Linked DNA regions of Mus musculus: all the other regions are linked to region 1. A link is a contact called in public Hi-C and HiChIP or PLAC-seq data. All regions are on one chromosome and are shown on one strand. The core of a region is the stretch at or near the end of the contact, and the rest is flanking DNA. Distances in the headings are between cores, read along the strand shown.

Region 1 (2,700 bases), core at 159-2,658:
TGATGTTTTATGGTTTTATGTATTTCTGATGACTTGAGATATGGGGCTTTGCTCATCACAGGGACTGCTCTCCACCAGAAACAGGAAGGGTACTATTACCTTCGAGAGACCTTCTATGCAGAACAAACAGAAATCCTTATTTCTGAAGACATAGAAGACAATCTGAATCATTGGGCCTTGCTGTTCCCCAGCTGAGCACATACATACACACACACACACACTCACTCGCAGAGAGAGAGAGATTTGCACAAAATTGGGCACATCAATATTCTCTCAATGTTCCTGGTCTGTAGATAAGTCTGGAGGAATTGGTGGTTAAAGTTCATTCCTATCTTGATAGTTCCTGATCCCTTGATTTCAGAAGTACAAAAAATGTATGTGGCATATGCATCAATCTATGTTCCTTGCCCCCAAACTCATCTATTGAGGCCCCAGGCCCCAGTATTTCAGAATGGAACAGTGGTTTTAAAGAGGTCACTAGGGGTAAATGAGATCCTATGGATAGGCTCTTGTCCAATCTAACTTACAGCCTTTTAAGAAAAGGACTAAAGGCCAGGCATAGTGGTGCATACCTCCAATCCCACCACTCTCAAAAGCAGAGACAGATGGATCTCTACATGTTTGAGGCCAGCCTAGTCTACATAATAAGCTTTTTTAAAAAGCCAAAGCTATATAATTAAGACTCTATTTAAAAAAAAAAAAGGCAGGAAGGAAGGAAGGAAGAGGGAAGGAAGGAAGGTCCAGGCAGTGGTGGTGCATGCCTTTAATCCCAGCACTTGGGAGGCAGAGGCAGGCAGATTTCTGAGTTCGAAGCCAGCCTGGTCTACAGAGTTGAGTTCCAGGGCAGTCAGGGCTATACAAAGAAACCCTGTTTCAAAAAAGAAAAAAGGAAGAAGGAGAGAAGGAGAAAGGGAAAGAGAAACAGGGAGAGGCAGAGAGAGAGAGAGAGAGAGAGAGAAAGGAGGAAGAGGGAAAGGAGGAGAGGGGAGGAGGAGGAGGGGGAGGAGGAAGGGGAGAAAAACAGGAAAAGATTAATGGCCATTTAAAGAAAAAGAGAAATTAATATGAGGAGGCCACACTCAAGGGAAGGGCATGTGAGGACAAGGAGACTTGCCATCTGCCAGCCAAGGTCAGAGGCCCTGGGAGAAGTTGATCCTGCCAACTCACTGATCTGGGCCTCTAGCCTCCAGAGCTGAGACAATAAGTCCTTATTGTTGAAGTCGAAGTCCATGGTACTTTTACCACAAGTGCAGATGGTATCAAGACCAACCGCTAAAACTTACATTGCCCAGGAAGACTTCCTCAGCAGGAAGCCACCCCATGATGTTTCTGATGCTCAGCCAGTCTGCCCGGGCTCGGTGCCATGACTAATCAGAAACAATTCCGTACAACAAACACTGACTGCATGCCAGTCACAGCGAGAGGCGTTGGCAAAACACTTCTAATTCTCCAAGGTCAGAGGCACTGGAGAGTGTACTCAAAGGACGGGTCAATCAGAAGTCCAACTTCAGCCAAAATCCAAGATTTCCTTTCTCACACATGTCATCGGGTTCTCAAACAACAAAGAGAGTTGCCTTGATCAGGATTGCTCCTGTCCGGGTGAGACACTAATAAGCCACCACTGGATGGAGAAAGAAGAAAGGCAACCCACAGAAATCCACATACTTGGGTTAGCGCCCTACAAAAGCCAAGGCTGCTCCCTGTGAGGAACCCCTAGCTTCAAGATAATGATGGAAAGAGAAAACTCAGTTCCAAGTCTGCCCCCTGAAACAGCTTCCCTCACTGAGGCCTTAAATTGCATTATGGGGAAAAGAAAAAAAAAAAAAAGAACAGGTTTGGAAGCATTTCAATAATATTCTCAGATATGCCCCCAAGAAGTATGGAGATGGGCTAATGCATACATGTAAGCTCTGACTGCACATAAATATATGATAATGCGGAAGAGAGGGAAGACAGGAAGAAAGATCCGGGGCTGCTGTACTTTTGTGACTGAATGCCCTGGCAGAGGTGGCAAGCTTGGGAATCTTGGGAAACCATTCCATCATCACAAATCCTCACACCAACATCCATGCTAAAAGAAGAAGAAGAAAAAAGTATCGTAGAATCTAGAGAGCACCCTTAATATCAAAGCCCCCCCCCAACCCACCAACTTGGAAATCCAGCACTACCAGGTGGTCCAGGGACAGAGCCCCTCTGTCAGAAGAGCTGAGCACTTAGTTCTCCAAGTGACAAAGCTCTAAGCCCAGCGATGGCAGCATGGCGCCAGATGGAGAGCAGGGCAGAGCAGTTTTCCCCTGATGTCCCTTTTGAAACATTCACTTTGTCTATGTCCTGCTCATGTGGAGAAAGCCGGTGGTTTACCATTCCAGGGTCCTTTCTCCAGAAGAACTGGCAGTTACTTTCAGGAACTGACTCTGCAAGTCTGAAACTCACCTTTGCCCTGTAACCACAGCCAGAATATGTGTCAAGTCCTAAGGGTCACCTCAGGTTAAACACCTGCTTGCCAGTCACCAGCTGGCTGTTGACCATGGGGACAGCAAACAGTTTTAGGTCCTCTAAGGACAATCCCTGCGGAGATTTAGAAACTGGGCGTGAGCCGGTTGTTAATGAAATACATAGCATAGCATGTGCCCAGGTTCTGATAAAGACTGGAGTGTCTGGCCCTAGCCATCTTTTCCATTGGCCTTAGATAAGTTACAA
Region 2 (2,700 bases), core at 133-2,632, 80 kb after region 1:
GGTAAAAGAGAAAGAGCTGAAATAAAGACAATTTATCAAGCATCCCATAGATGCAAAGGCATCTCTCTTAAAGGAATTTTCAAATAGATTAAAAACTATTAGAATAAAATCCTATTTGTTCACTAAATCCTTATCCTCTTAAAACTTGGCAGCATTATTTAAGGAAGGGAGGGGGCTAAATCTATCCACCTATGATGTGTCTAGTTACTTCAAAACATAACCAAAACTCTATCTTAGAAAGCTAATCCCGCTCTTGAAGTTTTAAGGTACTAACACTGAGGGCCAATTTGTTTGGGGCTTGTTGTTGTTTAATTGGTTTGTCTTTGTTATTTAGTGACAAGCCTTGGCTGGCCTTGAACTATGTATGTAAAAGATGACCTTGAATATCTCATTCTCTTGCCTCCACCTTAAGTGCTAAGGTTACAAGGATGCTGGGGATAGAACCCAGGACTTCCTACATGCCAGGCAGGCCCTCTACCAAATAAACTGCATTCCCAGTACCCACTTTTTGTGTTTGAATGCTGTAGAACAGACACAACAAGCACACAGCTTCAGAAATGGACCCTTGTGGAACTAAACCTCAGTTCTGTCTCAGACTGCTATGTCTCCTAGGCCAAAGTACTTCTCTGAGCCATCATCAGATCGTCATCAATGGTTACTGGCCTTAATGACAACCCCTGTGCTGTTGACAAGCCTAATGACCTTAGGACAACATCTGACACTCCCTAAATGTCGAGAAACAAAGCAGCAAAATAGGTACTAGAGTCTGTCCAGAAGTGAAATCCTCTAAAAGATTTACTCTCCCATCTAATCCTTACTCTCCCATCTAATCAGCTGGGAAACTGAAGAACTCGTTATCAGTACTCACTACCAGGACTGACTGATAGATCAGCTCTGCTGGTGTTCCTAAGTCCTTCCCACCTACGACAGTTTGCTGGACCTCAAAGTACACTTGAAGGGCATCCCCTTACCCAAAGGGGGTCCGGAAGCGTTGGCCCCGGGCAAGGACAGCCCCCGTCCCCTCTGGGATCGCTCCGGCAGGCTCCCGCAGGTGAGGCCGACTGCCAGGCCGCCCTGCCGGGCCTCCAGCGGCCGGGGGACGGAGCCGAGCCCAGCTGCCCCGAGCGCCAGCTCGCAGCCCTGGCCCGCAGCCTCTGTGCAGAGCAGGGCATCCCGGCCGTGCCAGCGCCGCTGAGAGCCCCGGAGCTGGGCCGCGCCCCTGAGCCTTGCCCGCCGACCCCCGCGGCCAAAGCGAACAGGGCGAGCTTACCTGGGCGGCGGCTCGCAGCGTAGTCTGCGGCCGGTGGCTCCTCAGGGCGGCCGCGGCCAACTGCCGGCCGTAGAACATGGACGCCGCCATTTCTGAGTCCGACCCGTCCCCTGGGCACCGCGCAGGCGCAGAGACGCAGTTGCTCTCGGGGCGCTCCCGGCCCGAGACAAGGACAATCCTCGGGGGCGGGGCCTCGCGTTAACCCCGTCGCTGCCGGAGGAGCCGGGTTTGGCAGGCACAAAGCAAACTTTGGCCTTCAGAACTTTGACCTCAGTGACATGTGGACAAGGGGCCATCAGAACGCTTCCTAGAGAACTGTGACGCTGCTACTTCAGTCTTCTTACCTTCTCTGAGCCCTAGTGGCCTCACAAGTGAAATGGGGTTACTTAGGGAAAGCGAATGTATGCGTTGAGCCTTTAGGATACAATAGATACTAAAATAAAACATAACACAAAATAATAAAGACAGTGCCACTGATACTCAAAAGACTGTTACTCACTAGTTACTGAAGCCGCCCATACTGAAAACACTCCTAACAAAGTGTTTGAGAGAGCTAGAGAGATGGCTTAGTAGTTTGGAGCTGGTACGGCTGTGGCACTCAGCTGAATTCCCAGCCTCATGTCAGACAGCTCACCACTGCGTATGGGCTCTGAAACTCTCTTCTGGCCTCCCTGGGCACCAGCACACACGTGCACATACATATATCCAACAATGCATACATATTAAAAGAAAAGAAAAGAAAATACTATCACATTTGAACTGAAAAAGATGGGGTAACCCAGGACCCAGAAAGACCTATTACATGTTCTCTCAAATTTAAATATGCTATCTTTAAATTTTTATATGTATGTATTTATGTGTGAGCAAGGATTAGAGGCCAGAAACTATAGAGGGCCCCATGAGAAGACACAATAATATGTTTGTGTGAAGGCACAGTAACTAATAAGACTCATGTAAGAAGGAACAGGGCGGTGAGGGAAAGAAGGAAGGGATCAACCAAAACTACTATAAAAATGGTGTAAGAAAGCCTATGAGTTGTAAGAAAGCCTATGAGTTGTATGCTAACTTTAAAATATACCCACCCCAAGGCATGCCTGATAGTTTATGCCTGCAATCCCATCCCAATGGAAGCTACAATGAGAAGTTAAAGAACTCCAGACTACTCTACAACTCACAGGGGGGGGGGAGATACCCCACTAGCCGTGAAACCCATCAGCAGCATCCTTTCATGGAGGGGGTAATGGTCTCATGAGGCCTCCCCCCTCCTTGAGGATTGGTTGAAAGTTAATGGTTGGCATTGGAGTGCATTCATTCAGTGGCGTAGCCTGTGTTCCTGTAAGCAAGCCAAATGAAACGTGTTCAGCCATCAAAGAAGAGACAGGAAAGTGAAGCCTGCAGAATTAAGAAACAAAAGTCGAAAATGGGTGAAT
Region 3 (2,700 bases), core at 47-2,546, 110 kb after region 1:
TTCCAAATTGCTGTTCATCACTACAGGAAGTCAGGACAGGAACTCAAGCAGGTCAGGAAGCAGGAGCTGATGCAGAGGCCATGGAGGGATCTTTCTTACTGGCTTGCTCAAGTTGCTTTCTTATAGAACCCAAGACTACCAGCCCAGAGATGACACCACCCATGGTGGGCCCTCATGCCTTGATCACCAACTGAGAAAATGCCCCACAGCTGGATCTCATGGAGTCACTTCCCCAACTGAAGCTCCTTTCTCTGTGATAACTCCAGCCTGTGTCAAGTTGACACCCAAAACCAGCCAGTACAGATGGCATCTCAATTCCTCAATGGAGATAGTCAACACTTTTAAAAATAGTTATTATTTTTGTTTCTCGTTTTAAACTGTCTATTCATTTGCACATTCGTTGATTGGCAAAACTTAGGACTTTGCTAAGCATACCTAATGGATACTGAAACTTTCTAATGGATTACTATGGTAGTTTAAATATGCTTGGCCCAGGGAGGTGTGTCCTTGTTGGAGTGGTTGTGGCCTTTTTGGAGGAAGTGTGTCGCTGTGGGAGATGGGCTTTGAGATACTTCTCCCAGTTGCTGTTTGAATCTTTTCCTGTTTGAATTTAGAACAAGATATACAACTCTTACCTCCTCCAGTGCCACGACTGCCTGGATGCTGCCATGCTTCCTGCATTGATTATAATGGACTGAACCTCTGGACCTACAAGCAAGCACCAATTAAATGTTGTCCTTTATAAGAGTTGCCTTGGTCATAATGTCTCTTCACAGCAACGGAAACCCTCACTAAGACAATTACTTAGGATACAAATTAAGTATACACTCAGATATATGTGTGGAAATATAAAAACTAACATTTCAAAGAGTTAAAGCTGTCTCTGGAAGCAGGGCTAAAAGGGATAGTGTCTGTCCTTGGGCAGTTTTGTACTATTGGGTTTCTAAAATTATGCACACATTAGTAGAAATAAAGTAATACTTTTAAAGTAAACCCACCCGTCCAAAGATTTAAGATGTCAATCTTGTTACAGCTGATTTCCCCAAGTTTTTCTTTTCATATTTCAGTTTTAGTTGATGTATATTTTTATCTACTATAATTTGTTTTTCTCTAAAATATGAATTTATCCTAAAGAAACTTAATTAGTCTCATTTACTTCCCCAAATCATCTTTCAGTACTCTTATGTTAGTTATTTATATGGTTGTTTCTGCATGATCTATGCACCAGGCGACAGGTGATTCGTGAGACACAACACTCAGCGAGCAATCAGCGAGGCTCCTGCCGGTTCCCGTACAGCTTCAACGTCACTTCCGGGGTCAGCCAAATGCTATGGCCGCTAACGCAGAGCCGAGGCGGCGGCCAGGAGTTGGGGTCGGCGTGGTGGTGCTGAGCTGCGAGCATCCTCGCTGCGTCCTTCTGGGGAAAAGGAAAGGATCGTTTGGAGCCGGCAGTTTCCAGCTTCCTGGGGGCCATTTGGAATTCGGGTGAGCAGGACGACCTCCGGGAAGCGGAAGCTTCGGGAATATCACTAGTCCGCACGCCATTCTCGGTCCGTGTGACGCGCTTCAGTGCGCAGTTGAGTTCCGCGAGCTCTCTACGGCCCCGGTGTCCTCCGGGATCCAGCCAGGAGGGGGTGCTGTGCCAGTACCCGGGCCCCGTTAGTCCTCGCTCTGCCCTCTCCTGGCTGCAAGTGGAAGTCGTTTGTATTTCTTAGTGTTTACAGAGAAAGTGGATGTTAACTGGGACTTTTCCTTTTGCCCCATGAGATTTAAATATATCAGAGTTTTGTGAGGCTGGCCCCGCCGCTTCTGCGATGTGGATGTGTCAGTCCCACAAAGGGGGAAGGGTAGCTAAGTCAGTTTCTGTGCAATCGTGAAGAAACCCTGGCTCTGCTCAAAAATGTGTTCTAATCCGAGAGTGTGCCTTAAAATACAATAAAAGTATCTAAGACATCCAGATTCGGTGTGATTTCCTTTAGTCTTGTATAGTAATATAAAATAATGTAGTGTTATAAAACACTTGGAAGGTAAAGCTTCAAGCCTTCCTACGCCTTATCTAACAAGCACCATACTTGATTCTGTAGACAATTTCAAAGGAAATCTGAGACTTCCTATTATGTAATTATCTGGGTCACTATTATCTAATAGGCTTATTTAGTTATAAGAGACCGAGATCTGCCTGCCTCAGTTTTCTGAGTGTTGGGATTATGGCGTGATGGATTCACTGGATGGAGGAGCCTCTCACTGGCTCTCCATGACAGGGAAACATTACCAGGCTGACAACTTCCTTCCTCTTGATGGTAACCTGTACTTTCCTATGTGGCCTGGAAGTACAAGTGTTGCATGCCCCTTAATGCTAATCATCTCTTTCTCTGTTGCCTAATTGCCTCAATTTTTAGGCTTAAACTGGAATTTTGAAGCATAAGGAAGGCATTTAATGCACTTTCAAAACACAACCCGAAAGGAACATTAATTAATGTTTCTTTTTTTCCTGGGTACAGTTGACTCAGAAGCCTGGGTTTTGTTGTTGTTGGGTTGTTTTTTATTGTTGTTTGTTTGTTTGGTTGGTTGGTTTTGTTTTGGGTTTTGGGGAGTGGTTTTTGTTGGGTTTTGTTTTTGTTTTTAGAAATAGGGTTTCTCTGTACAGTCTTGGATGTCCTGGAATTCCCTCTGTAGACCAATCTGGCCTCAAACTCACAG

The links. Hi-C and Micro-C count contacts between places; a contact is called where the count stands out from the background. HiChIP or PLAC-seq counts read pairs in DNA pulled down with a chosen protein or histone mark.
Region 2: a contact with region 1 is called in a Hi-C map of liver, with 2.3 times the contacts expected there. The contact joins the promoter of Sucla2 here to the enhancer-like site in region 1. A contact is called at or near these places in 4 of 484 Hi-C or Micro-C datasets (embryonic stem cells, liver and nephron progenitors), 1 of 115 datasets of contacts at active chromatin or transcription factors (heart atrium) and 2 of 9 other capture datasets (adipose tissue and pancreatic islet).
Region 3: an H3K27ac HiChIP or PLAC-seq map of heart atrium shows a contact between it and region 1, with 8 read pairs. The contact joins the promoter of Nudt15 here to the enhancer-like site in region 1. A contact is called at or near these places in 3 of 15 datasets of contacts at CTCF or cohesin (CD8 T cells, embryonic stem cells and pro-B cells), 6 of 484 Hi-C or Micro-C datasets (the G1E-ER4 cell line, cardiomyocytes, embryonic stem cells and 1 more) and 1 of 115 datasets of contacts at active chromatin or transcription factors (heart atrium).

The regions. Positions count from the first base shown.
Region 1 is chr14:73,631,514-73,634,213 of GRCm38.p6, reverse strand. No RefSeq gene overlaps it. Among named protein-coding and RNA genes, the nearest start is that of Sucla2, 80 kb to the right of the region's middle. Within about 2 kb of position 1,408, at least 51 of the 459 cell types and tissues checked have an H3K27ac peak or open chromatin away from gene starts, as enhancers often do. A contact at or near this core is called in heart atrium, liver and pancreatic islet, where this site is marked.
Region 2 is chr14:73,551,468-73,554,167 of GRCm38.p6, reverse strand. It overlaps Sucla2 (succinate-Coenzyme A ligase, ADP-forming, beta subunit), which reads right to left and starts at 1,382. Exons shown (of 11, transcript NM_011506.4): 1 at 1,271-1,382. The coding sequence starts at 1,360.
Region 3 is chr14:73,523,845-73,526,544 of GRCm38.p6, reverse strand. It overlaps Nudt15 (nudix (nucleoside diphosphate linked moiety X)-type motif 15), which reads left to right and starts at 1,296. Exons shown (of 3, transcript NM_001360484.1): 1 at 1,296-1,485. The coding sequence starts at 1,331. It overlaps Gm41209 (a long non-coding RNA gene), which reads right to left and starts at 1,243. Exons shown (of 3, transcript XR_874819.2): 1 at 999-1,243; 2 at 636-708.